Linked DNA regions of Gasterosteus aculeatus: region 1 is linked to region 2. The links are chromatin contacts, called in public Hi-C maps. All regions are on one chromosome and are shown on one strand. The core of a region is the stretch at or near the end of the contact, and the rest is flanking DNA. Distances in the headings are between cores, read along the strand shown.

Region 1 (5,955 bases), core at 2,180-4,679, 120 kb before region 2:
CGTCCACCACCCGAGGCTTCCAACAGACTGTTTACAGGATGCCATTGCAGCTCATAACCAACAAGCAAATGGTAATAGCCCAGCTGCAAGGATCAACATAGACGGCATGTGTAGGAACAATGTAAGGCCTTCAACTGTCTCATGTTCTGTGGCCTCGCAGCCGGAGTGGAAAAGGGAAAGCGTGGCCCCCAAAACTGGAAATCCACTGAAAAAAATGCCACGTGTAAATGACACCACGGTGACTTGGAGCTGTATCTCAAATGTTATGGATCCAATGACTACGGAGCAAGTTGATTCTGCAAGTGAAGACACGTCTGTGTACCTCGGCCAAAACGGATGCACCAGCAAGGTCCGCTCCAAGTCGTATATTTCATCTCCTCGTCCAACAAAAGAATTAGAGTGGAGCGGAAAGTCAGGCCCGACTTTTTCCAAACAACCCCATTCCAAAGAGCACCTGCAGGAAAAAGAATTGAGTTCCAGCGGAGGCAAAATGACTTTAAAACACCGGTGTACCATCTGTCTCAAAACCTTCTGCTCGCCATCCAAATTACAACGGCACTCCCTTATTCACACGGGGCAGAGACCCCACTCGTGTACGGTCTGCCGGAAAGCCTTCAGGCAGAAGGTACACTTAAAATCCCACCTCAGTTCGGAAAATAGATGCTCACTTTCTGTCGCTGCTGAAAGGAAGAAGCACATTTTTTTTAGTAGCAGACAAACCTCAGGTCTGCTGCTTCAGCCATCAATTCAGCAACGTCCCTCCGGCCATCAAACTCCTGCAAGTTCCTCAGTGGAGCTGGAACTACAGTGTAAAATAAGTGTAAATGCTGTGCAGGACGTGGACGAGGCTGAAGCCAAGTCGGAAGCAGCCGTAAAGCCAGAGCAGTCAGTCAATGATGGCGGTCAGTGTCGGAGTATGTTTGACGGGTCAGATGAACAAGAGCAGGAATACATTCCACAGGAATCCTTGAAACCATTTCAGTGCATGATTTGCAACAGCTCCTTGCGGTTGGATGGTGACTTAATATGTCATCATAAAATAAATCGGAACGAAGACGAATTGGGAACTCTCACCACAGCGCAAAACCGCAGCAACGTGGAAACGCCTGATTCTGAAGCAATCCGACACTCGCCTCAACCCGATCTTGCGGATCCCCTCGATTTGAACGTCATTGTAAAACCAGAGTCATGGAGCGTCGATTGCACTGATCACAAAGACTCTCTTCCTCCGGATTGCGAGGTAATCCCGTCAGCGCAACAGCCGGGGAAACCTCGCAACGACGCCAGCGAGCGGCACAAAATCCACCGGTGTCAGATGTGTTTAAAACGTTTCCCATCGACGTCAAAGCTGCAAAGGCACATGTTGACTCACACCGGACAGAGGCCCTTCGGCTGTGAGGTGTGTGGCAAGAGATTCCGGCAGAAAACGCACTTGAGGGTCCATTTTCGCACGCACCTGTGGTCCAGATACCACAAGCAACGCTCGTTGTATATTAACCGGCCACCTTCCCGCGTAGGTGGCTTAAACAGGACCGCAGCAGACGTGCCGGTCCTGGAAATGTTGCTTCATGAGAATTTAGAGACACACAGTGGCCACGATGTAGTCTCCCTGAAACCTCCGACTCCGTCCGTGGGGGGTTTCCAGCGTGACAACGCGAAATGGGATAAGTTGTCGCTGCGTGTCTCAAAGAAGAGCGAGGTCGTGCGTAAGGTTTCCACGGTGCGTGTGGAAAGGACACCGATGGCTGGTCCAATGCCAAATCCGGGCAACGTGCAACACAAGTGCCTCCAGTGTTTAAAGTGTTTTCCGAGCGCTTCTAAATTAGAAAGGCACGAGATGGTGCACACGGGCTTGAGGCCGTTCCACTGTGTTTTCTGTGGGAAAGCATTCAGGCAAGCCGCGCACCTCAAAACCCACCAAAAAACTCACTGTGAGAGGAAACCATCCAAGGCGGTCAATCAACAGGAGAACATTAGAAAACTGAAAGGAAATGGTCAACGGCAGCCACGGATCAGTGCTCGGATCCCCGGACAGAATATACCTCTGAACAGAGACGGTCCACTCTCCTATTGTGATGGCACGGAAGGAGCTGAAGGCAGCGCATCGCTGTGCACCAGGCGCACGCTGCCTGTCACTAAAGTGAGCAGTCCGCTTAAGACAAACTCTAAAAGGAAAGTTCACTCGTGCCGAATATGCTTTAGGAGCTTTGCGTTTCCCTACAAGCTGTCCAGGCACTTGGCCACTCACTCTGGGACGCGGCCGTACAAATGCACGTTGTGCAGGAACACTTTCACACAGCTCGGACATCTGAAGGTTCACGAGCAAAGATGCGGACAGGGTGACAGGGTCTCACATTGCATTGAAGGAGAGGTGGTGACTACCAACCATCTCCAGGACGAATGCCTCGATGACCTCACTGATTGTGCAGATTTTAATGCGGACGCAACAAGTGTTGGTCCCTCATTTGCTGATATAGGTTCAACGTATTTCTCAGAGGCAGAACACACTGAGTGGTTGGCAGTTCCAGAAGGCTTACAAAAGGAGAAGAATGAATTGGAGAAAAAGATGAGAGACGACTGTGGTCAGGCTACATGCAGCTATGATCAGGATGAGGACCATTATAATTATTCATTTCCCTCTGAACTCTCTGTTGAAATAGACAAGCTGGTCCAGAATCATAACAGGGCAGCTCCACTTTTCTCGCAGTATAAGAGCAATGCGTATAATGTCAAAGTAACATGTCCGCCCAAAGGGATTATGGCTGTTTCAGATGGCAACAAGCTGCTTAAGGATCGATGTGTTACTTCTTCGGTTGAGAATCAAATGCAGCCAGAGAATTCTTGGTGTGAACCTCTGAATGGGTTTGAATATGACACGCGCTCTGCAAGTCACGAGAGTGAAGACGATCTTGAGCAGTATTTAACTAACGTTCATCGTAAAACAAAAGAGTCAGTTAGGGAGAATCGCTGTGACATCTGCTTCAAACTGTTTGTGTCTCCGTCTAAACTTCGAAGGCATTTTCTCATCCACACGGGTTTGAGGCCGTTTCGGTGTGACATTTGTGGCAAAACATTCACACAGTCAGCACATGTCAGAACACATCAACTGACTCATTGATATCGATCAGACTTGACGTGTAAAGTGTGTATTTTACTACTACACACCGACAAATGACTATAATGATAGTCATTTGTCAGTAACATGGTGTTTGAGTTGACTGCATATATGTAAAATATGTAGTGGATGTCTAAAAATACAGACTTTATATATTTTTGTATTTCAATTAAACTTGTTTCATATTGTACCTTGTTGACTTTATTTCTTCTTTGTCAAATTTATTGTTAAATATTTTATTATAGTCTCTTTGTACTTTGTACATCTTCTAAGTATTTTTCTAAAAGAGGAACGACAACGTACACATTAGGAACGAAAGAGTTGCTTTTGTACTTGGGGACGATTCGAGCGACGCACAGCTTCAGGAAGTCCGTCGCATTCAGCGCGTTTTGGTTGTGTACATGCGTAACCCGTTGTCCGACGGCCTACTTTCATGCTGAAATAAACAAAGGTTTGTGAGTGGATTTTGTTATGATCATATATTTGTGTTTGCAATGTGGCCTTAATTAATAGTATAATAAATGTTTTCCCAGAGTCTTCCTCTATGTTGTACTTAACGTTAGCTTAGCTTAGCTCATCTAATATTTGTGACACATCTTAGATTAACGTTACCCAGTGTTTGTATTTTACTAGGCATCCTATATAAATTATCCTTATTAGAAACGTTAGGCATTGATTTTGTGTTCGTGTTAAAGTAGCGAACGAACAGTAAGACGTTTGGCATTACAATTAATAAAAAATGCACGCACATTTGAGCTATTGCATTAACTTAACGTTACTGAAGTTTTGAACCGCGCTATTCACCACTGTCCGTGTGTGTTAACAGTTAACTACGGCCTCATGTTTAAGTTCTCTACAAATAGTTCACAGCCTGTTGTTTCCAACCCTCGTTGCTGCAGCTTGAGTGAGCCACTATGGAGAAAGAAACCCCCGCTAAAAAGGCTGCAGCGCCTTCTGTGTCTCAGATCAACGCAGAATACGTCACACAGGTAATTATTACAGTTAAGGTCCAGCACTGTGCTGAAATACGTTATTCCATTGTGTGTGTCTGTGTTTTAAAGAGGAAAAAATACCTTTTTAATATTTATATATATCAAGGGCACGCATTGACTTATGATGGATCTACAATGTCTCTTTGAATTGTTCCAGAATGAGGCTTACATAGAATAACTGTCCATATAAGATAATATATTTGAGGTGGTTTAAAGGGCAAATGGGAAAAGTCATCTGTGACAGGATTTGTGCTGTGGATCACATCATGTTCAGTCATGATCACATTGATGATATTGTTTCTGTTTTCAGTTGGCGAATAAATATTGGGCTCCACATGCAACGAATAAACTAGCGTTTGACCCCAAGGTGAGTTAAATGCATTCCTGCATTTTAGAGATTCCGATATAATTCATTTAGTTTTAACGGATTTTACAAATAAATTTGCTAACACATGTTTCATGTGCTGTATTTCTCATAGTGCTAATTATTGGCGGTTTTTGTTTGATACAATAAAATGAAGAGGTGTGACAGGTTGGTGTTAGCAGCCAAGTTGATGGAGCCTTTATTTTGACATTTTCTGCTTTTGTTTTAGGTGATGGAAGATGTCTATGAGAAAGAGATTCTCAATTCCAAGTAAGTAATTAAATAGCGTATTTTCCATAAACTGCTGTGTGTAATCTAGTGGTTCTCAAGCTTTTTCTGTCACGATTCAACAAAATTATACGTGGTACATTTTAATGTAAATGACAATTTGTGACTCCTCCATCTCTGCTTTTTGGCACTTTCAAGTCAACCAGATCCCTCCATCAGACAAAAACAAATAACATCTTGTTAGAACAATGCCAATAAAGTTCTCTCTGTGAAAAACATAACAAACGTTTGGCAGAAAATAACTAATTGTGGCTGCAATTAATAACCTGTTTTGGACTGAAGATATTTTCAAGATAATAACAAACTGCCACTTGTGAAAAAACAAAATAAGTTAATATAGTTGGCAGTAGAGTTTTAAAATGCATATCTTTTCAAAATAACAATGTGCAACCTATGCAAAACAAAACTCGTATCTCAATGTGCCTGCTTTCCACTACATATCTTTTCCAAACAGGGTTGCAGACTTAATACATCCTCTCAATTTATGCTCAATGTTGAACATGGATTTGTGTTTTAGTTTTGAGAGAGGAAACAGCAGTCCGTGTACTTTACACTGTTGTAACTCCTCAATAGAGTTCTTGAAATAAAATAAGAATTTCCCTGTGCGACCCACCTGTAATACCACTGCAGCCCACTAGAGGGTTGCAGCCCACAGTTTGAGAGACACGCTGTAATCCAATACACAATTGTGACACTTTTTCTTTGCTTTACATTTTAAGATTTGCCATCAGAAAAATTATGCTGCTTGAGTTCAGGTGGGATACCTCTCTTCCTTTTTTTTACGCATACGTTAAATAAGAAAACAGCCTGTGTATACATATATGTAAATGTTTGTCTTCACCTTTCAGCCAGTATCTTGAGAACTATCTGTGGGTGAACTACACTCCCAAGGTGTCCAGCAACGCCTACCTCATGTCCATTTGCTGCATCGTCAACGAGAAATTCCGAGAGAACGTCCCAGCTTGGGAGGTGAGAAAGGCAGTGCCTCGTAGGAGCACAACCACCGAACATTTATAAGACCGCACCTTCACCATCTTTACTGTGGCCATTCAAGTTTTCTACAATAAGAGTTTTCTCTTTTGAAATGTGGTTTCAGGTGTTCAAGAGGGAACCCAGTCATTTCCCGTTCTTCTTTAAATGTATGATGGAAGCTGTACTGGCAGGGGAGGAATCTGGCCTCACTCTGAAGGAGCAAA
Region 2 (6,097 bases), core at 3,540-6,039:
GACCTAGGAAGCTCAAGGGGGGCAGGGGGTCTGAGTGCTGTGGGAGTAGATGCATGGGGTGTAAATTGAAGGGAGTTGTGCACAGTTACATCATTTCCTACTTGTGGTTAATCATAAATTGCCTAATGACGTTTAAATGGCATTGAAATAACCAATGCAAACTGTGTCTGCCACACTGGTTTATACGTTAGAGAAAAGAACCACGTGGATTATGATCTTGGGAATACACACAAATTTCTTTATGATTAACACTGGTTCAATATACAACTTTTCAAATTCACACAGGGATAATTAATGGAGCTTGCTTCCAGGGCCTTAAGGAACATTTTCTTTAATCCGAAATAATACTTTAGCAGGTACAAGGAATAGGAAGGCTTTCGTTATTGTGCCAGCTCTCGTAATTCGCCCTTCTTATGTTTTTTGGTAACAGTGTTTATAACAGGCTTTACAGGTTGTGGTTAAAATGTAGCAAGTAAAATAACATACTGCAGGGGTGTGTGTGAGATGTACTGACTTGTGCATATCTGTATGCAAAAGGTGAACAGTCATAAACAATTGGAGTCACATGGGATGAGGTGATCATCTGACAAGAATATGATGGGCAAGTTGCCCACTTCATTTTTTTAAATGCTTGTTTTACAATCCTCTCTATTGTCTTTCAAGTGATATATTTGGCATGGCGGTGTTGTGGTGCACAAGCACACGCATCACAAAGTGAGGCGGTGAGAAAGCATTGACCAGGAGATCAAGTCTGATCTCAAAGGCCCACTGCCTCCCTTTGACCCCGATAACCTCTGAAGCTCCACTTCAGAGTACCAACTCCTCCTGCTGTACATCTTCTGCCTCCTCTGCTCCCTCTGTGCCCAGCAGCCGGATGCTGAGTGCACACTATCTAATTCTGCCGACTCAGAGAAGCAAAGGTTCTAGGTGCAAAGGTCAGCTTTAAATCTACGACCCCTGCCATTTACGCATGGCACCCGTGTCCTCTGCAGAGCTTTGCTCCCTGTTGGTGTCGCTAGTTTTAAGTATGCAGTGCTCGTGCTGCAACCTTATCTGCCTCTGCTGTAGTGCCTCCCAGGCTGTGTTTTATTTTTGCATAACATAGACATTCATGCAGTAAATGTATGCTTGCACTGACAGTTGTTTACATAAGTTATAGATTAAAATCAGATATGTAAAGTAAAAACAACATACAAATGTACCATCAGGGTATCTTAAGAATGTCCTCTTCAGGAATTCTACATTAACTATTTATATATTTGAAAAGAATGTGATTCCCATACAAAGAAATTCAATATTGAGAAATGTGCTTTGTCTTAGTGAGATTTTTATGCTTTTTGTTTCAAATGCGTTCACATCCACGCCTGTTTAAAAATGTATATATGAAGCTACACTTCGCAGAGCCATCCTCATCACGGCACACACCTACACGCAACACACATCATTCAACCGCCCACACACTTTCATACGAACAAACACGCAGCAATCGCAATATGTTCACTGGCCATTTTTCAGGTTCCTCTGAATCCCGACAGTGTTGGCGGGCTCCTCTGGAAGTCCACTGTCATCTCCACAAGTTTTGAGCTTGTTCAGCTCCAGGTTGTTCCGACCACACCAGAGGAGCAGCTGTAAAACCTCCCGTCAGGCTGATGACCGCTGTGTCGTCTGCAAACTTGACAGTCAGGTCCTCTGAGGTGCAGTCGTTGATGTAGAGGGTGAAAAGCAGTGGAGGGAGCCAGTGCTGATAGTCCGGGTGATGGAGGGGATTCCCAGGCTCACCTGACAACACAACTATGAATGAATAAAGTTACTGTTATATATGTTATGTATACATGTTTCTATAACAGAGGCTTCCTAGCTACATAGGTTACAATTTCTTCCACTGATAAAGTGTCGATATAAACTGGAGACTACAATGTCAATGCTTTAAATACATGTGGCTTAAATTATTAGCCTGTCTAATATATATTTGATTTAACCTATTACTATTATTTACCTTAGTTTCATTTACACTTAATCACTGATGTTTAAACTATACACACAAATGGTTTATACTAATTATAATGCTGACTTTTGGATATATTAAATAAAAACAAATAAAGAGACAATTTTTGATGAAAGTAAAAGACTGAACATGTTACGTCAATCACAATGATGATAATCCACGCTACATGCTTACTGTGGAAAATTTTAACCAGCAACTCTTTTTAGCCACCAATACATTAACATGACAATAAATGGGGGGAAAGCGATTATTTCGCAGAAGACTTTGGATTCTTGGAAATCAGCATGTTCAAGTATTCCGCTCCACAGACAGAGCGATAAACATCAGCTGTGCACAGGAATGCGGAGATTTAACTTTATGCTAATTGCTTCTGTGCATTGAACAAGAGAGTACTTCAGGCTCAATCACATTTGGCTTCTTTTGTCTCTTTCTTCGTCAACTGGATAGAAAAAACAAAAAATCTCCTCAGCATGACAACATGAAAGCAGAGTGAAGAGTGTGTGTTAAATGCAGCAGGTCCCACTTTCTTAGTGTTACGGTTAGCCTTTAATGTGCATGTGCATGAGAGTGCCCAAGTGGCTGTTGAAATATATATGCATGGTGTAACTTCCCTGCTCTCCCACTTGCAGTGCTTCTACAGTCGCTGTCTTATTGCAACGAGCTGTGACAAGGGAATTCAGGGTGAATGGGTCTGCTTTAAAACCCATTTCTACTGCCACCTAATTGTCTGTCATCCCAAGCTGATGGGCAGCAAGACACTGACAGACAGCACTGATCACTGAGATGGGACACAATTGGATGCTGCAAGAAGGAGCCTAAATGCCCAAATTAAGTGGAAGCTCGAGTTTCACAAAAATATATTTTTGTATGTCTATGGAAGGAAAGTTATTGGCAAGTATTTATACATTTTATTTACGTAAAAGTGCAAGGACAACAACAGAAAACTGGTCTATTGCTGCTTCAAAGCCTTGCTTCAATATAATCACCAAAAGTACTAATGCAGAAAAAGGGCCCCTGCGACTTATTTTTACCTATATAACAAGAATGTTGATACAGATTCACCAATGTGTGCTGTTACTTACACTCAAAAGTGTACCCAAGTACTTGAATAAATGTAGACACGCCTGGTAATCAGACTAACAAATAGCGCTCAGCCTGTTTACTGATTACGGTGTCATTTGATTTATGCACACATTGTCTAACAATTGCTTTTTATACTCAATATTCCATTCAAGGTACGGAGAACAGAACGCTTTCTATGGTATATAAAAGAACTCCCAGGCCCCAGGGTGAACGTTACGTGTGCGTTGCTGACGCATGGTGCGCATCGGGTGACACGGATTCACCCGTTGTGCTGGTGCGGGGCCTGGCTGATGCTAGAGAGCCATTCTAAACAAAAGGTTGACGCAGAAGGGAAAACGCATGCGATGTTGGTGCATGCGCATTGCGCAGTCAATAATTCTCTAAATGAATTTGCAGTCTACCTTTAGAGTGGATAGATTTTCATTTCTTTCATCCGCTGTTTTATCTCGGTCTCTCTGCACCGGTGCTGAGACTAAAGCAACGTGTTTCTCTTCCCCACATCGTTGAGGATTGGACGGTGAGGCACAGACAGCCCAGCCGAGTCCAATACAGATTCAGAAAGCAATGGACGGGGTGTGGGAGGAGGGGGGAATGAGGGAGGGGGGGGGGGGGGGGGGGGGGTGATGGCCCGGCTATCCTCCCTTCCTCTGACCTGGGAGTAAGACAGTCGCTGTTAGTTTCACAGCTGCATTGCAGTCATCCCAAACGCAGGCAAAGAAGATAGATGGATGAAGAAAAGGCAGTTGAGGACAGCGCCGATGCAAGAGATGGAATTACTTTAAAGAGAAAGCAAAAAGTAAGAAGAAAGAGAAAAGTAATTCTCACACCTAATCATTAATTAATAATTCCTCTTTTTATTCATGATTGCAAATGCAGTCCATCAGTTCAGCAGACAACAGGCAGTAACTGACTGTATTTCTGAGAACTGAGCAGCAGGTCACTGATTTTCCTGACACCCGTGGAGGGAATTTTAAAAAGATGGATCTGAAATCGACAGTTGACCTACAAACCCACAATGGGTCAGGGGTGGCGAGGGGAAGGTACAAGGAGAAAAGGCTTAACGATGAGGAGGATGAGAGGGTAGGATCGAAGGACAGGTTAAAAGAAGGGGAGGGAGAAAAAAGAGAGACAATTAAGAATACGATGTGCTTTCCACGTCCACGCGGTGAGATACAGCACACGGGTGTGTCCGACTCAGCCCACTTTCCCCCAGCGTTTCCTGTGAGTGTCTCGATGGCTTGGCCCTAATCTTCTCCACAAGACCATTCCCGACCTTCTCTGCTCAGAGGGGAATTTATTTCCCTCTCTCCTTTTTTACAAAAGGCTCTGAAGAGATGATGATATTCCTTGTAGATGAAATACTATCCTTCTTTTGACAATCACTGCAGAGCTCTGCCGCAGTGAGGAAACGCAGATAGGTGAGGGAAAGAGAGCGAAAGAAGAGGAAAAATTAGAGAGTGGCAACTGTGACGCTTTGAGCCATTGATGCAAATAACACTGAGCTCATCTGTGAATGTGATTAAAAAGCCATTGTTGGGACACAACATGTTGTAGCCCACACACCCCATCTCAAGCGATTTCCACAGAGAAAGTCCCTCTTATCTGCTAATAGACTTCGGTAATCCCTCAAACACACGTGTACTGCACACCAGCGTCTTCTGATGAACACTGATGAAAGACGAGTCAGCTAGAAACCAACAGATAGCTCAAATTACTGTTTGTGCAGCCTGCTGTTTTCCAGGTGTGTTGACGTCAGTCAGGACCCACTAGGGAACCACGTGGTTTATCAACGACTCTTGGCCATTGATAACATTGACAACCCAGAAATAGATCTGAAGGTTGCAGGACTGCTTCGGGCACAATCGTATGCCGCGTGGCTCGATACACTACGAGGCAAAAGCGTGGACACATTTTCTCATTTAATTCAAAGAAGAGAGAGAGAAAGTGTTTTGACTGGTGCTCTAAATGATAATTAAAGCAACTATATTCAACAAACAGAGCAACACTGAGAGGAAAGTCAGGTATTATGCAATGTCGTGAACCTATCCTGCCACAATGTGTTCATTGGGAGGCATGTACAGGCAGGTAAAAGTGAAATTTATGTTCATATTACATTTTCCCTTCAAAATACGCCACCGATATTTGTTGCATTATACTTTGTACACTCACCACATCAAATTAGTGTCAATCAGTTACATCTCTCATGAGTAATGTGGATGAGAAGCGGGAAAGTGGAGGCTCTGGGGGATTTGGCCAGAAAACGAGCGTGTGGAAGGAAAGATTGTGAAGGACCAGGAGTGGAGATCAGCACTGTGACCATATCCAGAAAATTAGATTAACTGAATTAGAGGGATTAGATTGACTACAGCCGGCTTGGACTTGATGCCTCTAAGAAAATAGAGAGTGCGAGCGAGGGGGGATCGCAGAGGCCGAGATGAGGGAAGGAGGATAGCCGGAAGAATAAGATACAAAGAAGTTTCTCGGGGAGTTGGGTGGAAAAGCACCATTGCGGTATAGAGAGGGGAGCGGAAGGAGGAGACAGCTCAGCAGATTTGGGCATCTCGGGTAACTTTTATGGGCTGGCACCGAATCGAGCTGCTGAGCCCGTCCGTCCTCTCCTCCTCAAGCAGCCGGGTTCCTCTGCTCCGCAGGACTACGCTTGAGCTGCAGTGCCCCTCGGTGGTTAAATACGGACGTATACGCTGATCCTCTCAAAATGATGTAGGCATTAGAAAAGACACGAGGGCATGCAAAGGACATGCAATAAACAGCATGACTTGTATTAACTTAAACGTCATGATGTGATTACTCCTTTGTGAATAAGTCCACATTTTTTAAAGTTTCAATTATTATATTATTACATATCATTTTCATGTTTTGGTAGTAAGGCGCTATTCTACTACAACTACTATGTAATAAAGGCTATTTTGACTTTCTCCTAAAATATTCCAGAAAGAGCCAGTGATAGATACCAGGAAAGGCGTGTGTGTGTGTGTGTGTGTGTGTGTG

Evidence for each region. Hi-C and Micro-C count contacts between places; a contact is called where the count stands out from the background.
Region 1: a Hi-C map of skeletal muscle shows a contact between it and region 2, with 10 times the contacts expected there. The contact joins the promoter of aqr here to the enhancer-like site in region 2. A contact is called at or near these places in 2 of 6 Hi-C or Micro-C datasets (both in skeletal muscle).

What each region holds. Positions count from the first base shown.
Region 1 is chr15:10,358,972-10,364,926 of fGasAcu3.hap1.1, reverse strand. aqr (aquarius intron-binding spliceosomal factor) reads left to right here and starts at 3,429. Exons shown (of 36, transcript XM_078089578.1): 1 at 3,429-3,566; 2 at 3,979-4,104; 3 at 4,418-4,474; 4 at 4,701-4,741; 5 at 5,479-5,514; 6 at 5,608-5,728; 7 at 5,856-5,955. The coding sequence starts at 4,030. It overlaps LOC120832506, which reads left to right. Exons shown (of 2, transcript XM_040198809.2): 2 at 1-3,319. The coding sequence ends at 3,118.
Region 2 is chr15:10,238,368-10,244,464 of fGasAcu3.hap1.1, reverse strand. No RefSeq gene overlaps it. Among protein-coding and RNA genes, the nearest start is that of stxbp6, 51 kb to the right of the region's middle. Within about 2 kb of position 4,789, at least 1 of the 9 cell types and tissues checked has open chromatin away from gene starts, as enhancers often do.